Regions from separate parts of the Mus musculus genome. Here region 2 is linked to region 1. Evidence: chromatin contacts called from public promoter capture Hi-C data. All regions are on one chromosome and are shown on one strand. The core of a region is the stretch at or near the end of the contact, and the rest is flanking DNA. Distances in the headings are between cores, read along the strand shown. Region 1 holds the start of 1300017J02Rik (RIKEN cDNA 1300017J02 gene). Region 2 holds the start of Atp2c1 (ATPase, Ca++-sequestering).

Evidence for each region. Promoter capture Hi-C pulls out the DNA fragments that hold promoters and counts their contacts.
Region 2: a promoter capture Hi-C map of liver shows a contact between it and region 1, with 6 times the contacts expected there. The contact joins the promoter of Atp2c1 here to the promoter of 1300017J02Rik in region 1. A contact is called at or near these places in 2 of 39 promoter capture datasets (liver and pre-B cells).

The regions. Positions count from the first base shown.
Region 1 is chr9:103,286,934-103,289,633 of GRCm38.p6, forward strand. It overlaps 1300017J02Rik (RIKEN cDNA 1300017J02 gene), which reads right to left and starts at 1,364. Exons shown (of 17, transcript NM_027918.2): 1 at 1,248-1,364. The coding sequence starts at 1,290.
Region 2 is chr9:105,519,872-105,522,571 of GRCm38.p6, forward strand. Atp2c1 (ATPase, Ca++-sequestering) reads right to left here and starts at 1,386. Exons shown (of 27, transcript NM_001253831.1): 1 at 1,169-1,386. The coding sequence starts at 1,276.

The DNA of each region.
Region 1 (2,700 bases), core at 114-2,613:
CCAGACTCCGGCCTGGTCTGGTAGCCCGGAGAAAGGTCGTGAAGAAACGAAGCCCGGAGGGGCCTTTAGTCTCTGACATGTAAACATGAAGCCTGTTGGGAAAATGAACTTCTGGTCTGTGTCTGACATTGCTGGCAATGGTGGCGGAACGCTATTTAGCAGAACACTGGCTCAGTTCAGGGGAATTCTGAAAGAGATCAGGCAGCTGCATTCTGAGAGCGAATGACCCTCTGGGTGGCTACAGATGGCACTGCTGGGCAGAAGAGGCAGACATATACTGTGCACCATTGCCGGGCTCTGGCCACCCTAGGTATTATTTACCACGGTCTCAGATCAGACAAAGCTAAAGGGAGGAGGATCCAACCGTGGTTGAGACAGGAAGAGCTCTTCACAGTGCATGAGTTCTTCCCTGGAGCCTGTTCTCCCTACCCACGAAAGGGCTTCTTGTATTTGTGAGCGTAGAACTCTGCCTGCCTCTGGCTGTGTTAGCTCATTTCTCCAGCAACTGTGTGTTTGTTGGGTAAACATAACTTTTTTTAAAAAAAAGTTAACATTGTGTGGAAGCCACATGGGGGTCAGAGGACAGATTTCTTTTCTTTTTTTTTTTTTTTTTTGGTTTTTTTAAATTTTTATTTTATGTGCTATACTTATTATTACTACAGAGGACAGATTTCAAGAGTGGATTTCCTCTTCTACCATTTGGTCCTGGAGGTCATATGTCGTCAATCACAACATCAGCCCCTTTACCTACCAAAGCAGTGAAACAAGTTGTGGGGTTTTTTTGTTTGTTTATTTGTTTTGTTTTGTTTTTTTTATTTTCCTCTCCTATCTCTCATATATTGCTGCAATTTCCCCTCCTTCCTCTGAGTCCCTCTTCACATCCCCTGTCACCAACTACGTCTCCATTTTCCTTCAGAAAAGGGCAGGCCTCCCAGGGATATCAACCAAACGCGACATAACAAGTTACAAAAAGACTAGGCACCTCCCTGGTATTAAGGAGGATGTGGCAGGAAAAGGGTCCCAAAAGCAAGCAAAAGAGTCAGCGACAATCCACTATGACCGCCTCAGTGAGGGCAAAGGACAGCCGGGGGACTGCGTGGCAGGTGAATTCCAGTCCAAAGTGATTACTCTTCTCTAGGCTCATAGTCTATCCAACCACATTTGATCCCTGAAGTGTATGGTCAGCAAATGACACCTGGTCCCCTCCCCAGAGGGCCGGCCCCCTGCCTGGCTCTCAGCACACTCACCTAGGGTCCCCAAGCATAGAAGGGCGCAGATGAGCAGCCTCATTTTCAACTGTGGAACTGCGTTCTGCTTGCTCTCCCCCAGCCTAGGTGCACTTTACCCAGAAGGCAGTGTTGACTGATGAATCTGCCTACTGGGAAAGGTTCTTCAGCCCCAGTCCGGGCTGGTCGCCACTGCCACACCCTCCATGCCTTCCTTATCTGGCCAAGCAGATACTCAGGCGGCTAGGGACACTATTTTTTCTCTCTCTGTCCCCGGTTCGGTCCCTGGGTGGAAACGGTGCTTCTCCGGGAAAGCCGGCGCGCACATGCATAAGACCTTAACACAATTTTCTTTTGGAAATTCTCACTTCTCACTAAGGACTCTAAGTTGACTAAGCTGAGGTCCTCCCGCTGTCCTGCGACCCCAGTGGAGCTATCTCTTCTGTGACACAGCCCATAGTTTCTCCTCTATCTCCCCACCCCCACCCCCACCCCCACTCCACACCACACGCACCAGTGTTGCTTGTCCCAGCTGTGTAAGGCCTGGCTCAGGCACAGATCTGACATGCAGAGTTTCTCGCTCACCCGGCTGCAGCCCTGTCCGAAAGGCTGTGCGACCTCTGCCTAGAAAAAGTCTGGTAATTTTAAATAAAACTCGAAGAACTTCTAATTAAAATATAGTAGTAGGTGTACAACAAACCCTGCTAGCACAGTGTAATAATTATCACTAAGAGGACTCCGGTAGAGCCAGTCCACATCCAGGAGGCCGAATCCCTGCAGAGCTTCTCCCACATAGGTGGCCCCTACATGGAACAGAAACGGAAGTCTGCTAACTTCAGGACTCCACAGAGATGAAAACTTACAGCGCAGAGCCTGGCTTCTCTCACCCAAGTTTAAATTGGTATGATTTATCTATGCAGAGGTGTGTGGTTGCCCACCAGCTATCAGTGTGGCCTATTGTTTCATATCATGTGAATGAAGAATATTTCATCTCTCACCCTGATTGACAATTGTAGTACCGATTCCATCCTTACAGACAGTGCCGCTAGGAACAGAAATTTCATTTCATTTTATATACATTACTAGGATCTAAAACTAAATAAAAAAAAGCAGGGCCTGGTATGGAAGTACAGGCCTGAAACCCCAGCATTTGGGAAGTGGGGACAGTGGGATTAGGAGTTCGAGGTTTCAACTACGTGCCCTATTGGAGACTTCCCTAGGCTAGAGACCTTGTCTCGAAAACCAAGCATGTAGGGCTGGAGAGATGGCTCAGCGGTTAAGAGCAAGTGCTGCTCTTCCAGAGGACCAGAGTTCAATTCTGGCACCCATGTTGGACGGCTCACAACTAACTACCTGTAACTCCAGCGACAGGGGGACCTGACACCCCTGGACTCCAGCTACAGGTCATCTGGCTTCTGTGGGGGCTCACACTCCTTTGTATATACAAAAAGCAAAAACAAAACTTAAAGAAAGA
Region 2 (2,700 bases), core at 136-2,635, 2.2 Mb after region 1:
CTTAATGCAGAGAGCCTGAGTCTCTAGCACTAGTCAAAATCATTTAAGATTTTAAGATGCAGTTTCCTTGATAATCCTAATGATCTGTCAGGTATTTTGTTTTTTGGTTTTTGTTTTTTTTTTTTTTTTTCAAATGAGGCATGAGCTTTGGGGAAAAGGGGTCACCAAAGGGTTTCCTTCTGCTGCCCTCTGCTTCCATTTCTGGGAAGCCTCTTACTAACTGGGTCATTTTCTACCACGGAGGAAAAAAGAACAGGACACTGGCAATATCTGTCGCCTGGCTCTGCCGTTCTAGAGAGAGCACAGGGCAGAGCGCTTGTGGCTGGTCATCTTCTATGTGGTGACAGACCTGTCTTTCATATTTCTAGTCCGTTGCCAAGCTTCTAAATGAGCTCCTGGATTTAAATGGGCCACACATTGTTCTCTCTCTAATCCAGTGCAATTACGAAAGCAGTTTTTAGATATCAATGTATAATGTAATCAATGTAATGAACACACATGTTTTTAAATGAAATAACCAGACATTTTAAACAGGCTTATTAAGATGCGTCTATACCCACATGCTAGAACTTCCTGTTGGAAACTGTAGCTTTCAATTGGCTAAAAGGATTAATAATTATTGTGCTCTGTCCCCTATGCACCACATATAAGAATCACCTATTATATCCAAATGATCTTATCAGCCCACTAATGATCTGATTATAGCCACACAGATAACCTTCATTTTGCAAATCCTAGTGACATTAAAATAATCACAGAAACATGCAAGAAAATAAGTGTGTTTCTAGGGTATACTGCTTCATCTATTGAGCTACGAACGGTTTCAGAATTTGTCTTCGAAACACTGAAAAAATGATCAAAGTATCAAAGAGTCACCTCCGTAGTATGGTAGGTTCATCTAGATAACGGAAGAAAGCAAAATAAGTGTCAAACACACACACCCAGAACATTTGCATAATTTATCTCAGGACCCAAACGTTCCACAGCCAAGTAACCCCTCACAAGCGGCAGGCTCCTCTGACTGCCAAGCTCGAGTAACTACAGGCTGGATCTGACCTCTGCCTATGAACACCAGTAAGCCAGCAGAGAAACATTCCCCAAGCTTCGACAGGCCACACCCAGAAATAAGCACCAGTTATTTTTAAAGTTAGCACAAACAAAATAGTACCTGCTCTTCGGCCCTTTGGCTTCTCAGCGTTGATAAATATTTCCGAATAGAGTGGAGAGGATACTTTTTCAAGTAAGAAAATCCGGACGGAGGCAATAAGTTCTCCATACTGAGGGGAAACCCGAGGGTCCTTGTCTGCCCCTCCCTGACAGCGACCAAATGCGACCTAGACACTTAGTCTCTGCTGCCTAGCCGCTCCTTTGAAGTGCCACCACTTTGCTGCAAACCGAGCAGGTGTCAATCTTATAGCTCCCCCTTTGAGTGGAAGTTCCTAGAGACAGCTGAGGGAGGCGGGTCATCTAGAAACCTCCAGAACTGCAATGCCCAGGAGCCAGAGGCAGGAAGAAGTTCAGGGCTGGCCCGAAGAATGTAAACAGCCCAGCGATAGCGATATGACTGACTGTCCTATTTTGAGCAGCAAGGCTCTGTTGCAAGCGATGTTAATATTAGCTAGCGGGTGACTTTCCATACCCACGGACTCTCGTGAGGTTTAATTTTAATTCTTCCGACAGTATTTCTGGTGATTCTTTCTTTCTTTCTTTCTTTCTTTCTTTCTTTCTTTCTTTCTTTCTTTCTTTCTTTCTTTCTTTCTAAGAGGGCATGACATGAGGTTTTCCCAGTTTCCTTTGAGCTTTCTTGTCATTACCAACACACACTAACAACCTTCAACTGAGCCTCCGCTCAAAAGTGTCAATTCATTTCAGCCTTGAGAAACGCTGTTTTAGAGTTCTTATTTTATTATTTTTATTCATCTCTCATATGTTACATCCTGACCACAGTTTCTCCTCTCCTCCCAGCTCCTCCACCCACACATTCCTCCTCCCCACTCCCCAGGAGGAGGAAAAGGGTCCCACACATAGGCAAAAGAGTCTGGGACAGACCCAGCTCTCAATGTTAGCATTTCCACATGAACCCGGAGCTACTCAGCCATAACATACATGCAGAGGACTTGGGGCAGACCCCTGCAGGCTTCCTGGTCTCTGCAAGTTCCCATGAGTGTATTGATTCTGTGGACCCTGTTAGAAGACTAGCACTGTTTGAAAACTAAGCAAATCACACACACACACACACACACTCACACACAGACACCACCCCTTCATGGACATTATGGGGTTGGCCAGCTCTGTGGACATTCATTGAGTTCTGTGGTGCATTGTGCTACGTGCCAGTAACCAGACACTTTGCATTTATTGGGCAATGGCTGCAAACAGATTCTTTTCTGAGTTAAAAGGCTTCTTGCCTTGAATCCTTATCGCAAAGCCACAGGCTGAACTCAGAACCATTAAATTTCCCCGAGGCTTTCTCCTGAGTATCTGTGAGAGGAACTGTTACAAGCACACTTCTAACTACTATAAAAAGGATTCATGCCTTCAAAAGAGGAAAAAGGGGTGGTGGGGGCAGGGGGGTAAAGAAGAACACAACAAGAGATCTGTTGTGTTAAAGGATATGAAATTATACATTTGAAAGTTCATTTTCTTTGGGATCTATAGAGGTCACAGGGTTTGTCGTCTAAGTCCTGAGCCACACTTCTA